Linked DNA regions of Mus musculus: regions 1 and 3 are each linked to region 2. Evidence: chromatin contacts called from public Hi-C and promoter capture Hi-C data. All regions are on one chromosome and are shown on one strand. Each heading gives the region's core, a stretch centred on a gene start, on an enhancer-like site or on the middle of the called end of the contact. The rest is flanking DNA. Distances are from core to core; before and after follow the strand shown. Region 1 holds the start of N6amt1 (N-6 adenine-specific DNA methyltransferase 1 (putative)). Region 2 holds the start of Cfap298 (cilia and flagella associate protien 298). Region 3 holds the start of Cct8 (chaperonin containing Tcp1, subunit 8 (theta)).

Region 1 (4,204 bases), core at 167-2,666, 3.6 Mb after region 2:
ACATAACAGGACACGCAAGCCACTAGTGGGTCATAGTAAAGTCTGTGAATCTTACCAGGTGCCTTCTTTATGGAAATAATCATTACGGTCTCAAAAATAACTAGAATTCCTAGCCTTTGTAACAAGGTCAGCTCTATTACAGCATACGAAGCAATGCAATTTGTAGCTGTAAATTTTTCTGAGCTGTTTTGAGCATTCAAGTTACAATTCAGTGCTCCACGAGATATTCCAGTAGCTCAAAATGCTCCACCATCTATGAAGAAAGACTGGTTTTATAGGCAGAAAAAAAGTGACAATATAAATAAACATGATGGCTATTTCGTTCTGGAGACACCCAGTAGGAATCTTGGCCATTAAGTTAATGACCCATATTCTTTCGGCAAACTATTTTATTAGAGTGATTATATGTATGTGTGCAGAATGGTCCTCAGCATTGTAACTGAACCTCCAAGAACAACCTGTAGTAGTTTCTGAGGCCGGAACTCAGGTCTGCAGGCTTGACAGCGAGTGCCTTTACCAGCTGAGCCATCTTTCCCGTTCTCAGCTCAAATTCTTTTCTCAGAAAAGTTAACATGTGGGCATTTACTATTTATGTCAATTAAAGCTATGGCCAATCCTTCAACAAATCAGGCTAGTGAAAATCCTACCGGCGGAGGCACGTGACTATTTAAACCTTCCCTAATAGTTCTAACCACATGCAACTAAAATTCTAACAGTTCAATTAAAAAACAAAACAAAACAAAAAAATCCCAGTTGCAATAACACTTTAAGTGCTCAGACGGCTAGTGGTTGTTCCTTGACTAGGTTGAGTGAATTTAATAGTTCACTGATCCTTATGTGTTCTTCCTTTGCTAGAGGATGTTATTCTTGCACTAAGGCGAGTTTTACATATTCACTTAAAAAAATTAAAATAGAAAATTAGGAAAGTTTTGGGACATCTTGCTTCTGGTTGCTAAACTCCGGCTGCTCCTCAGAGGCGCGTTTACATTCTTCAGATTAACAGCTAAAAGGCAGGGCAGGGTGACCTTGAAGCCGCAGGAACATCTGAGCGATGCTCTAACCCCAGCCCGCCGGACACGCCTCCTTTACCCCTCTCTGCTGTCAATCACCAGAAAGTAGGCCGGCCCACCACTTCCGGAGGAGGGCGGCAAGTTCCGGCTTCCGCCTCCCGGCCACCCCGTTCTCTCCCCCTGAGGCGCGCACCCTCCTCGCACCCTGCTAGCTCGGCCGCCGCCGCCTCGAGCGCGTCCAGTAACAGGAACGTGTCCTCCGCTGGCTCGTACACGTCGCGGAAGGCTCCGCGACCCACGTGCCCGTACAACGGCGTGGGGACACTCGGCGCCGCCATCTTTTCCCTTCCGCTTCCTATGGGCGGGCGTTGAGTACGCACGCGTCAGGCTTGCTGCGCATGCGCTTTTGTCTTACACTGGGTGGCGTTTGGGGTGAAAGAGCTTGTTGGGCTCTCTGGAACTTTTAAGCAACCTCTAACATCCGTTTTCAACTTGTGCTTACTTTTATCGGCTACCCTAATATTGAGCATCGTCAGTTATTTTGTACTAAGGTGACTGCTTTATTCTAATGACATTTGGAAAGTTTCTTCCCTTTTAAACTTGTAAGCACTTGCAAAAATAGTGTTTACAAAATTTATTGTTTTTTAAGCAACTGAAATGTAAATACCCATCTATAAGATTATGACTACTTTTATTTGCTTAATTTTGTTATACAGATTCTCACTGTCTTGGAATTTACTATGTAGGCCAGTCTGGCCAGGAACTCATAGTGATCCTCCACCTGCCTCTGTCTCCTGAGTGCTGGGACTATAAAAGCTGTGGCACCATGCCCAGCTTTTATGACTTTTAATTTTTATTTTGTATTTGACAATATTATACATGGATAACACTTTCATTCATTGAAATTATAGTTTGGGCTGGGCTGTGGTGGCTCTTGCCTTTAATCCCAGCACTCTGGAGACCGAGGCAGGCAGATCTCTGCTTGTTCTACAAAGAGAGTTCCAGGACAGCCAGGGCTACATAAAGAAATCCAGTCTCCGAAAAACAATGAAACAAAACAGAGACAATGGTTTGGAGGGCTGGGGAAGTGCTCAGGGGTTGAGACCTTGTACTGCACTTGAAGAAGACAAAAGTTTGGTTTCCTGCACCTTTGTTTGGTGGCTCACAACTCCCTATAACCCCAGCTCCAGGTTGTTGCTCTTCCTGCGTCAGTGTCACTGTTGTGCCCATACATACAGGCAAAAAAATAACATACAGAAAATCATAGTCTTTAAAAAAATGTAAGGGGCTGGAGAGATGGTTCTGGAATAAGGCTATTATTGAGGACTAGAATTTGGTCCCCAGTACCCACAGCAGGTGGTTCACAAACAGAGTAACTCCAGTTCCTGGGAGTTAAATCTTCTGTTCTCTGGCGGCATCACAAATACAGACTTGAAAATGGCAAGAAAGCTCTGCTGGTAAAAGGCAGGTAGGTGCTGCCAAACCTGAGCACATGGAGCAGGTCCCTGAGACTCACACAGTGGAAGGAGAAAACCTATTCTTAGAGTTCTCAGACCTCCAAGGGTATGGCAGCATACATGTGCACACATGCACAAACATCTAAATATAATACGGAAATATTTTTTTAGAGTGTCATGTGCCGCGAGAATTTGTTATTTTCACATGCATCCTTAAAATGTCTTTGGCATACAAGCAATGAAATGAAATAGCCGTTCTTTCTCAGTTGTTTCCCAGAGGATTTGTTTTTATGTATGTGAAGGTTGACTTTGCTCCAGGTTTGTCTGTTGCAATTCTTGAGACTGACATCCTTAGTGTTCTCCCACTGCTGTACACACAGTTCCTGGTGGGAGATCTGTTAGTGGACATACGGTTCAGTTTCTCTGGATAGTGCCCCATCACTCTCCAAACTAACCATACTTGTGTATACTCCTAACATCTTTTGGTGGCAGATTTATGAGTTGATCTAATATTAGAGATTTGTTTTAGATTGATTTGGTCCGATTGCTGATTGAGGTTAAGCCTGGGTTCATATGTCCATCTAGGGAATTTCTTCCTTTGTGACTTGTATGTACTTTCATGCTTAATTGTCCCCCCCTTTTTTTTTTTTTTTTTTTTGCAGGGGAGGGATGACAGGGTATCATTGTATAGCCTTGGCTGGTCTGACTAAATCACAGAGACCCCCCTAGCTTCTACCTTCTGCCTCCCAAGTGCTGTGATTAAGGGCATGAGCCACCATGAATGGCTGCACTCTTTTGTTTGTTTGTTTGTTTGTTTGTTTTTGATCCTGGGCATTGAGCCTAGGTTTTCAGACATGATATGTACACATTTTACCCCCAAACTATATTCCCAGCCTGGCCCCTATTTTTATTTATTTATTTTTTTACTTATTATTTTTGAGAGAGGGTCTCAGTAGCCCAGCCTGGCCCCTATTTTTATTTATTTTTTACTTATTATTTTTGAGAGAGGGTCTCAGTAGCCCAGACTGGCCTCGAGCTTGCTGTGTTGCTTAGAAGCTTGAGCTTCTGCTTCTCCTGCCTTCCCCTGCTCTACATTGGGACTCTAGGTTTATCCCACCATACCCTGTTGATTTGGTGCTGGGGATCAAACTCAGGACCTTGTGCATGCTAGGTAAGCACGGTAGCACTGAGCTACATCCCTGCACAGCTTTTAGGATTTTGGGAGAGGGAGTCTTGACCTGCCTTTCAAGCTACTCAGTATAGTTTCCTATTCCCTGGCCCAGTGCTTGTACTCATCCTTCTAGTCTGAGAGTTGGGGGCGGGGCTCAGACTTCTGATGGATTTGATGCTGATGGGCTCAGTCACTCTGGTGACTGCTCTGGTTGCTTTGGGACTCTCTCCAACGCCCATCTATGTCCACAGGGTCCACATTTGGTAGTGGATTCTTGATTCCGTGGCTTTCTGACCACCATGAATGGGCCAGAAGCTCAGTTGTGTAGTTGTAAGAGGTACTTTTGGAAGCTCACTCCAAAGCTGATCTTTGAACCTCTCAAAGTTGGCTGTCTTACCCCTTGGCTATCCTGTAATGAATTCCTTTTAGATTAAACTAACTAAAAATGGGTTTCATGAGTGCAGAACTACCACCAACACTTGATTTTCTGGTTTGGTGCAGTAATACTATATTTCCAAGAGGTTTAAAATTGATTATGGTAAGAATATTTGGTTCCATCACTGGTC
Region 2 (4,089 bases), core at 1,206-3,705:
GTTGAGTGGTCTGAATTAGGAACATGTCCAGTGTATGTTCTCCCATGTAAGAGGCTACATAGCACATCCATGATGCTGCTTTAAGGCTTTAGAGGCTATACCTCAAATTAGCTGTGGATTTTGTCTCCTGCACTGCCAGTATGCAACTGATCTTACGTTTATTAATTTTGTGGGAAAAAATACATGGAATTTTTACAAAAAAACAAAAACAAAAAACAAACAAACAAAAAAAAAACAAAACAACAAAAACATAGTATTTTGATATCATTAGTTAAGCCAGTCAGAAAACTCCCTAAGCTATTGTTTGGTCAGTTGGTTGTCAGTCAGCTGAAGTTAAAACATCCTTACCCATTAAGACTTAATGTTCTCTTTATATAAAAAGAGAGTTATGTGCTTACACCCACGTTCCTACATCTACCTACCTGAACCTTTAAAGATGTGTATTGTAAGATTAGAAAGGACGTATGGCTGCCCTCACCTCCGTGTAAAAGCACAGCAGGCTGCATCGCACTTCTCTCCTAGAGCAGATCTGTTAGGACAGAGCACCTTTGCAAATGCTCAGTGTTATCACAATCCTGTGTTTATAGAAGTAACTCTGCTGCAGCCATCACTCGCTGTTAGCAATAACTCTTGTGAGTTTTAGATCGTGCTTGTTGGGGTTCTAATCATTTCAACAGTAGTAGCTTTTAAACTGCAGTATTACTAGAGCAGTGTGCTTCAAAATGTGAATTAACTTGTTGAGATTGTGGCTGTAACATCTGTGTGAGTAGTGTGTATGGTATCCACTCCCCATTAGCAAGCTAATCCACTTTAGAAAACTGAAGCAGTGTGGATCGCAGCCCTGAGCAGTGACTCCCTCAGGTGTGAACCACTGTAATGTCTGCAGAGCAATAGCTCTGCCTTGTCAGGAAGTCTGGTAGCTGCTGAAACGCACAAAGCAAGTTAAAGTTTGCTACAAAGAACTCGACATCGTGTGTATTTGCCAGGTCTGGTCAAAGCAGAAAACAGACACTAAGAATCTCTGTGAGTCTCTGTTCTCTCTAGTAGATTGCTGTTTATATGTATGTAAGAGGTTTATCGCTTATGTGGCATACAGTATTTATAACTATATACTTTATAGAAGTACAGTATTAAAGTTGCTGGTATACATTCTGTACATATCTTGTGAGATGTGCTGTCATATGAAATAAATATGTCTTTATCACCAGCTGACTTCTTTACTCAAAAGGGAAGAGGTTTTTTTTTCTCTCTATGCATGTGTGCACTCCCACATTCGTGTGTGTGTGTGTGTGTGTGTGTGTGCACATAATACATGCAGGGAATAAGAGGTAGTTTATTCTGAAGCCAAATTTGAATGAATGACCATGACAGATTTGGGTTACCCCAAATTCCATGTTCACAAAGTTTTGTAGCTCTCTAAGACAAAGTCGTAAGTCATGGCAAGTTTAAAATACATTGGTGGAAATGCCAGAGAGGCATATACAGTAAGACGAAGTTTTTCTTTAGTTACCAGATGCTATTTGACGATATTCTTAACTTTTGGGTTAGTGAAAGCTACGTTTATAGATTTCAGAGCCTATATGCAAGTTATTTCTGACCCATAGGAGGGCAATGGACGTCTGTTCTAGGAGCTATAGCTAACAGAGACAAGGTAATCAGTCTGGACCCGCAGATTCACAGCCTCTCCACATCACTGCTGTTTTTATTACACAGCTTCTTTCCAGGAATTTCCATTGGCAAGTAAAAAATTTAATGTGCCATCACCACAAACAAACAAAAAACCCTCACCATTTAGCGAAACTATGAGTTTGAGATCATTTCAAAGCACAGGTTAATTTTCTTTGCTAATTTTCTTTACTCCTCTATTTGATTTTCTTCCATCCATTTGTTTTCTCTTTATAACACTAAAATGGGATCCTCAGCTGTGTCTGAGCGCCCTGGAAGAACAGCGCTGCGCCCGCTTGCCCTATCTGAGATTGTGGGGGACCGAGACTCCATGGGACGGGCGATAGACAGCTGTGGAACTAAATGAGCTCTGCACAGCAGCAGCGCTCCCCACTTTTTGACCGGAGACCCAAAGCAGAAGGCATTTCCGGAAGCGATCCGTGCCTGCGCGAAACCAGTCTGAGTTTGGCGGCGGCTATGCTCCCATAGTGCCCAGCGCTCGCTCTCATTCTTAATCCAGGAGTCGCCATGCTCCTCCAGCGGACATCTCCCGAGTCCCCGGACCGTCCGCACAGGCCTCTAGCTGTTAGTTTGGGTTTTGGTTGCCCGGGCAACAGCTACTTCCGGGAGCGGCGACTGTGCGGCCCGCACAACCTGTTCTTCAGCGCCTCCGGCCTTCCAGGCGCGAGTTCTAACTGGGCACGAGCTCAATGTTTGACTGTTGCCCCTGGCAACAGCCACTTCCGCGAGCGTGCGCCGTTTTCTTCATCCCTCCGGGCTGAAGCGTGAGCCGCGTTCCACGGTTCCTCCTCGGAGCAGCGGTTAATCTCAGGCTGGTGTGGGTCCGGCCGACCCGGCTCGGGCCTCGTGGTCCCTGCCCCGCAGCCTTGCCACCTCGGCGGCGCCTCTGGCGCAGCCATGGTTGTGCTGCACGTGAAGAGAGGCGACGAGAGCCAGTTCTTACTGCAGGCGCCCGGGAGCACGGAGCTGGAAGAGCTCACGGCGCAGGTGGCCCGCGTCTACAACGGGCGGCTGAAGGTGCACCGGCTCTGCTCAGGTGCGGAAAGGGAGGCCGGCGGCTTCGGGGTCAGGGGGCAGCGCCCGGGGTCGCGAGGATTTGGGGAGATTTGCCGTAGCCCGGGGTGGGAAAGGAGCATCAGGGTTGACCGGGGATGAAAGACCAACGGCTGGAGGAAACCCAGGCTCGCCAGCCAACCGCCGACTCGGAGGAGAGCAGCCGGGATGCCAAGTGAGGCTGAGCTAAGCCGGGATTTGGGCTTCCGGGAAGTGCGAACGTACTGGGTCGAAAGGTGGCGGGACGGAGCTGAGGGATCGGGGACGGTGGGAGTTGTCAAGGGTGAGGGTGGAGTGAGTGGTGGCTGCAGGGAAGGGGGACAGTTTGAGACGCTAAAAGCCCTGGCCCTTGAGTCTCTTCGCTTTGAAGCCGCCCATGAAAGTTCTCACCGGGAGAGCCTTGGTGTTGTTTTCTGTCTCCTAGGAAACACATGATTTTTACATTATAGAGAACGCCTTAAGACCCGTTTTATATATATAATCAAACTTAACTGCTTTCAAAGAAGGCTCAATATTAAATGACATATTAAAAGTAAAACATTTAGGGGGTGGGGGGAACCTCCGGGTCTTTAACATCATAAACCGAAAGTGTGGGGCAGCATGTAAGAACTGCATGGGTGAGCCAGGCGGTGGTGGCGCACGCCTTTAATCCCAGCACTTGGGAGGCAGAGAGAGGCGGATTTCTGAGTTCGAGGCCAGCCTGGTCTACAAAGTGAGTTCCAGGACAGCCAGGGCTATACAGAGAAACCCTGTCTCAAAAAAAAAAAAAAAAAAAAAAAAAAAACAAGAATTGCATGGGTGAATCTACACAGAGGTAGGCACTGAAGCAAATACCATGGAGGATCACTGCCCCTGGCCTGCGCCTCACGACTTGCTCAGCCTGCTTTCTCATACCACCCAGGACCACTTGCCTAGGGGTGATACCACCCGGAGAGTGCTACCCCCCCCCCCCTTACTGTCATTGAGAAAATGCCTTACCTACAGACTTGCCTACAAACAGTCTGAAATAGACATTTTCTCAGTTGAGGTTCCTTCTTCCTAGATACGTCTATGTTCATGCCAGGTCAACAAAAGCCAAGCAGAACCAATTGCTTCCTTGTCAACACCAATCGACATATCACCATGAAACCATAACCCTCTCCTTTTTGTTTATCCCCAAGACCTTATTAATATGGATATCTCAATATAAAACAAATTCCAACTTTCAGAAGTTCCACAGGCTTTTAAATTTTTTCACTTTAAAAATGCAGTCTCTTTCAAAGTTCAAACCTCTCTGTAATATCCATTACCGGGCACCTGTAAAAAGACCTAATCTCACTCCAAGAGGGAAGACCATGAGCGCACTCGCAC
Region 3 (4,376 bases), core at 1,597-4,096, 3.4 Mb after region 2:
TTTATTTATTTTGTGTATATTAATACACTATGGTTGTCTTCAGACACACACCAGAGAGGACATCAGATCCCATCACAGATGGTTGTGAGCCACCATGTGGTAGCTGGGAATTGAACTCAAGACCTCTGGAAGAGCAGGCAGTGCTCTGAATCACTGAGTCATTTCTCCAGCCCCAACTAGCCTGCTTTCTTTATATAATACAAGACCACCAGCCCAGGGATGGCACCATCCAGCATGAGCTGACCCCACCACACACACACACACACACACCACACATACACACACATACACACACACCACTCACACACACACACACACACGCACACACCACACATACACACACACCACACATACACACACACCACTCACACACACACACACACACACATATACACACACCACTCACACACACACACACCACACACACACACATATACACATATACACGCACACACGCACACACATACACACACACACACACCCCATTGATCACCAATTGAGAAAAATGCCTTACAGTTGGATCTAACGGAGGCATTTTCTCAAAGGCGGCTCCTTCCTCTCTAATGACTCTAACTTGTGTCAAGTTGACACTCAAAACCAGCCAGTACATAGCGTTTAACCCAAATTACACAAAATTAACAAATCTCCGTTCAAAAGGAATAATTGGCAATTAAAAACTAAGTCTTTGATGAATTAACACATAGTTGATTGGAATTGCTTTTAATTCTTCCCATTTCCCACTTGTGCAAGGTCGACTTTTACTTTAAACTTTTGATGAAAATTTATCCACTGTCTTGAACTCGTTTAGTTTTTCAGGATCTAGTTATCAATTTTTGCCAAGATTTAGATCCTCTTAGTTACTTTTAACAAATCAGGTATAATTTTAAATCCCCTCTCACTATTTTGTGTCAGTTATACCCATAAGTGATGCTGAGACAACGGGTTTTAGTTTTTCCTAGCAAATCCATGAGGGAATCTTCGACTGTCTTACCTCTCAGGTGTCATGTACTTTGCAGACATAGAATCCACATAGAAGTTTAAACAGAGTCACCCAATGATTGTTTTTAATGGGTATCGTAGTAACCATTGATTGTTAATATTATAAATCAAACTATTTAACATTAATATAAAAATATAGCAGTGAACACTGAAGGCTAACATAACATTATTGAAAATGTCTCTCTTGAGGACTGATATTCTCAATTTTTTCCCCAAATATTTTATATGTGGCTTAGTGGACGACAAAGAGTGTAAGTGGCTCCTTGTGCTTTTCACATTCATACTGTGACATACTGAACACCCAGCAGGCCTTCACAGCTCCCCACAGGAAGAGGAGACAGCTCTGTATTACTATGAAAACACTTGCGTAGTCATGGGCCCTGAAAGGGCGTTGGAGAGCCTCGGAGGTGTCAAAACCAATCTTTGAGAACCACTGAACGTTTGCTCTGTCTTCCAATATAATTGGCTCACTTACCTTGTGTTCGGTGACAAGAAAGTATTTTCATGGTTACATTTTTTTTTCCTTTTTCTTTTCTTTTCTTTTTCTTGGATATTTTCTTTATTTACATTTCAAATGTTTTCCACTTTTCAGGTCTCCCCTTCGGAAACCCCCTATCCCATCCCCACTCCTCCTGCCTCCATGAGGGTGCTCCCCCACCCACCCACTCCCATCCTCCCACCCTGGCATTTCCCTACAAATGGTGCATTGAACACCCTAAGGCCTGAGGGCCTCTCTTCCCACTGATGTACAACAAGGCCATCCTCTGCCACATATGTGGCCAGTGCCATGGGTTGCTCCATGTTTAGTCTTTGGTTGGTTGTCCTGTCCCTGGGAGCTCTAGGGGAACTGGCCTGTTGACACTGTTGCTCCCTCCATGGGGCTCCAAACCCCTTCAGCTCCTTCAGTCCCATGGTTACATATTTAAAATGTTTAATAGAAAAAAAAATTGCAGTTGATAGTACGGTTGCAATTATGAGTCTGTCCCAATGTAAAGAAAATCTTAATTTCTCTATGTCCAACGACTCACCAAAGCGTTTCATATTTTTCTGCAAGGGCAGGAGATGCTTCCATTTTTTTGTATTTTTTTATTGTAAGAGTGTTTTACTTTCTCTATGAAGTTATTCTATTTACATAGAAATGTTTGTGAAAAAGATTCTGGGGGAGTAGAGAATATCTATATAGATATATAGATATAGATAAAGTGGTTAACTATTCCCACTTTGTAATCTGCCCATCTAGGGTAGAAATCGTCGCTGTAATATCTATTGGCCTGGTGACCTCTGCGTACCACTGAATTGTGGTTATCAACTTCCCTTCCATAAAATGGAGATTAATATTCATTCTTAAATTTGACCAATAACAAAGATAACTGCACTTAAGCAAACCGCTTAGCTCTGCTACGCACGTGCAGTCCACGCGTTGCAATCCTCCATGCTATTTCAAAGATCACCTTCGAGCCTTCAGTGCTTCCCAGTGACCAACACAGAGGATGTCCATTGGTAGTTTATAGGGGCGAGGGCGGGTGAGCTTGGAGAAGAAAAGGCTAACCTGCCCCGGTGCTGGGTCTGCAGGATTAAGTTTAAGTGAAGGATAAGACGTTGGGTGTCCGCCACCGAAATATCACAAGCCAAACGTCCTAACCAAAGTTTACTCATTAACTTAGGACAAGGGACACGAAGGGAGCATGCACGCTCTGGGTTCGGCCTGATCGTCCGCTTTGATCGGGAATCGGCAGATCAGGTCTGTCTGCTGGAACCTCTGGTTCTCGCGATATTTCAGAGACGCTGCAGGTTGAAGGGGCGGGGCGACCGGAAGTAGGGGGACGCGAGGCGGCGCCGAGGCCCATTCCCAGCAGGCAGTGCGCGGCGCCCCTTGCTTCCTCGGCGTCTCGGAGCGAGCGCGTGAGCGGTGGACTGCGGCCGAGCCATGGCGCTTCACGTCCCCAAGGCCCCGGGCTTTGCCCAGATGCTCAAGGATGGAGCCAAAGTAGGTGGCGTGGAGGGACTGTACGGTGGGAGGGTGGGTCTGCGCCTGTGGCGACCGCGACAGGCCTGCGGGCGGGCGGCCGCGCCGCGATCGGGATGGAGAAGGTTCTAGAAAGGGAAGCGTGCTCTGGATGCCGGCTCGCTGGAACTGGTGGGCATTTCTGTTATTCCCCCGGCGGCTTCGGGTTTGCATCCCAGCTCCCCACGCCCCTGTCTGCGGCATGGAGCCCACGGGCGCCGCCCTTAACGCGAGCTGGCGATGCGTTAATGAACTTGGACGGAATTGGTAACGGGTGGTTGGAGGGCCGGGGATTGTAGGATGGAGATGACACGAGTCCGGCATGGTCACTCCTGGGCCTGCCCTTGGTTGCTTCCTTCCAGACACGTCCGATCCCCACTGCTCTACTGAAAACTCTCCTCTGGACGTTCTGTTTCCTTTACCTTTTCTGAGTTGAGACCGGGCCGAAGGCTGTTAACTGTCTTTTCACTCTGACTGTCCGATGTCGTAGCCTACAGGATAAATGAAGCCCCACCCCAGATCGAATAGGCCGTAGTTTCAGGAGTGATTTTTTTTTTTTTTTTAAAGCGGTCACATTGCTTATGGAGCGATTTGTCCTGAGTTCCCCAAGCTGCCAGATAACGTTTGTTTTGTCTTTCATATTTTTACAAGTTGTAGAAATAGCGGATTCTTAGCAGTACAGAGAGGTGGTGTCCCCTTTGTAGTGATAACTGGCATACTGAATGGATGTCAGGGCTTAATGTAAGTTAGTAAGTTCTGCAAATGACACTGTTAACCTTTTGAGGGGTAGCAACAGCTTCCAGTTTCCATCTTTTCCTCCATCACTCTGGCTGAGGACATGATACATTTAAAGGATTTCTGTCACAGGCTAGCATTTCAGCACAGAGATACTTTGTGTAAATCGGTACTGATGGAGGCTATAGTGAAGACAAGTTTTTTTAAAGTACCCCCATCCCCCAAATTTAGGTTAAAAGCTAGTACTAGTAGGCTGGGATTGTAGTTTAATGGTAGATTGCTTTCTTGTGTTCAATCCCTGGAAAAGGCAGAAGGAAGAATAGTTGTTATTTAGCTAGGTGAGTAATAATCTGCCAAGTAGGAGCTATTGATTATCCCATTAGTTTACAGATAGGAAAGAGAGCCAGGCCCAGTGGGGGAAACTGAGGCTGTCTGATGACTGCCTGTGTGATCCTGGCTGTTTCTTAGAAGCATACTCAACAGAGGTATCCTGCGGTAGAAAACTCTTAACTTGGTTATCATGCCTAAGCAGACATTTTCTTTTTCAGCATTTCTCGGGATTAGAAGAGGCTGTGTATAGAAATATACAGGCCTGCAAGGAGCTTGCTCAGACTACTCGCACAGCGTACGGACCAAA

The links. Promoter capture Hi-C pulls out the DNA fragments that hold promoters and counts their contacts. Hi-C and Micro-C count contacts between places; a contact is called where the count stands out from the background.
Region 1: a promoter capture Hi-C map of pre-B cells shows a contact between it and region 2. The contact joins the promoter of N6amt1 here to the promoter of Cfap298 in region 2.
Region 3: a Hi-C map of regulatory T cells shows a contact between it and region 2, with 8 times the contacts expected there. The contact joins the promoter of Cct8 here to the promoter of Cfap298 in region 2. A contact is called at or near these places in 2 of 484 Hi-C or Micro-C datasets (cortical neurons and regulatory T cells).

The regions. Positions count from the first base shown.
Region 1 is chr16:87,351,397-87,355,600 of GRCm38.p6, reverse strand. It overlaps N6amt1 (N-6 adenine-specific DNA methyltransferase 1 (putative)), which reads right to left and starts at 1,416. Exons shown (of 6, transcript NM_026366.2): 1 at 1,215-1,416. The coding sequence starts at 1,348.
Region 2 is chr16:90,933,215-90,937,303 of GRCm38.p6, reverse strand. It overlaps Cfap298 (cilia and flagella associate protien 298), which reads left to right and starts at 2,455. Exons shown (of 7, transcript NM_026502.2): 1 at 2,455-2,722. The coding sequence starts at 2,584. Synj1 (synaptojanin 1) reads left to right here. Exons shown (of 32, transcript NM_001164483.1): 32 at 1-1,207.
Region 3 is chr16:87,494,339-87,498,714 of GRCm38.p6, reverse strand. It overlaps Cct8 (chaperonin containing Tcp1, subunit 8 (theta)), which reads left to right and starts at 2,846. Exons shown (of 15, transcript NM_009840.3): 1 at 2,846-2,986; 2 at 4,288-4,376. The coding sequence starts at 2,927. It overlaps B130034C11Rik (RIKEN cDNA B130034C11 gene), which reads right to left and starts at 2,642. Exons shown (of 3, transcript NR_040375.1): 1 at 2,406-2,642.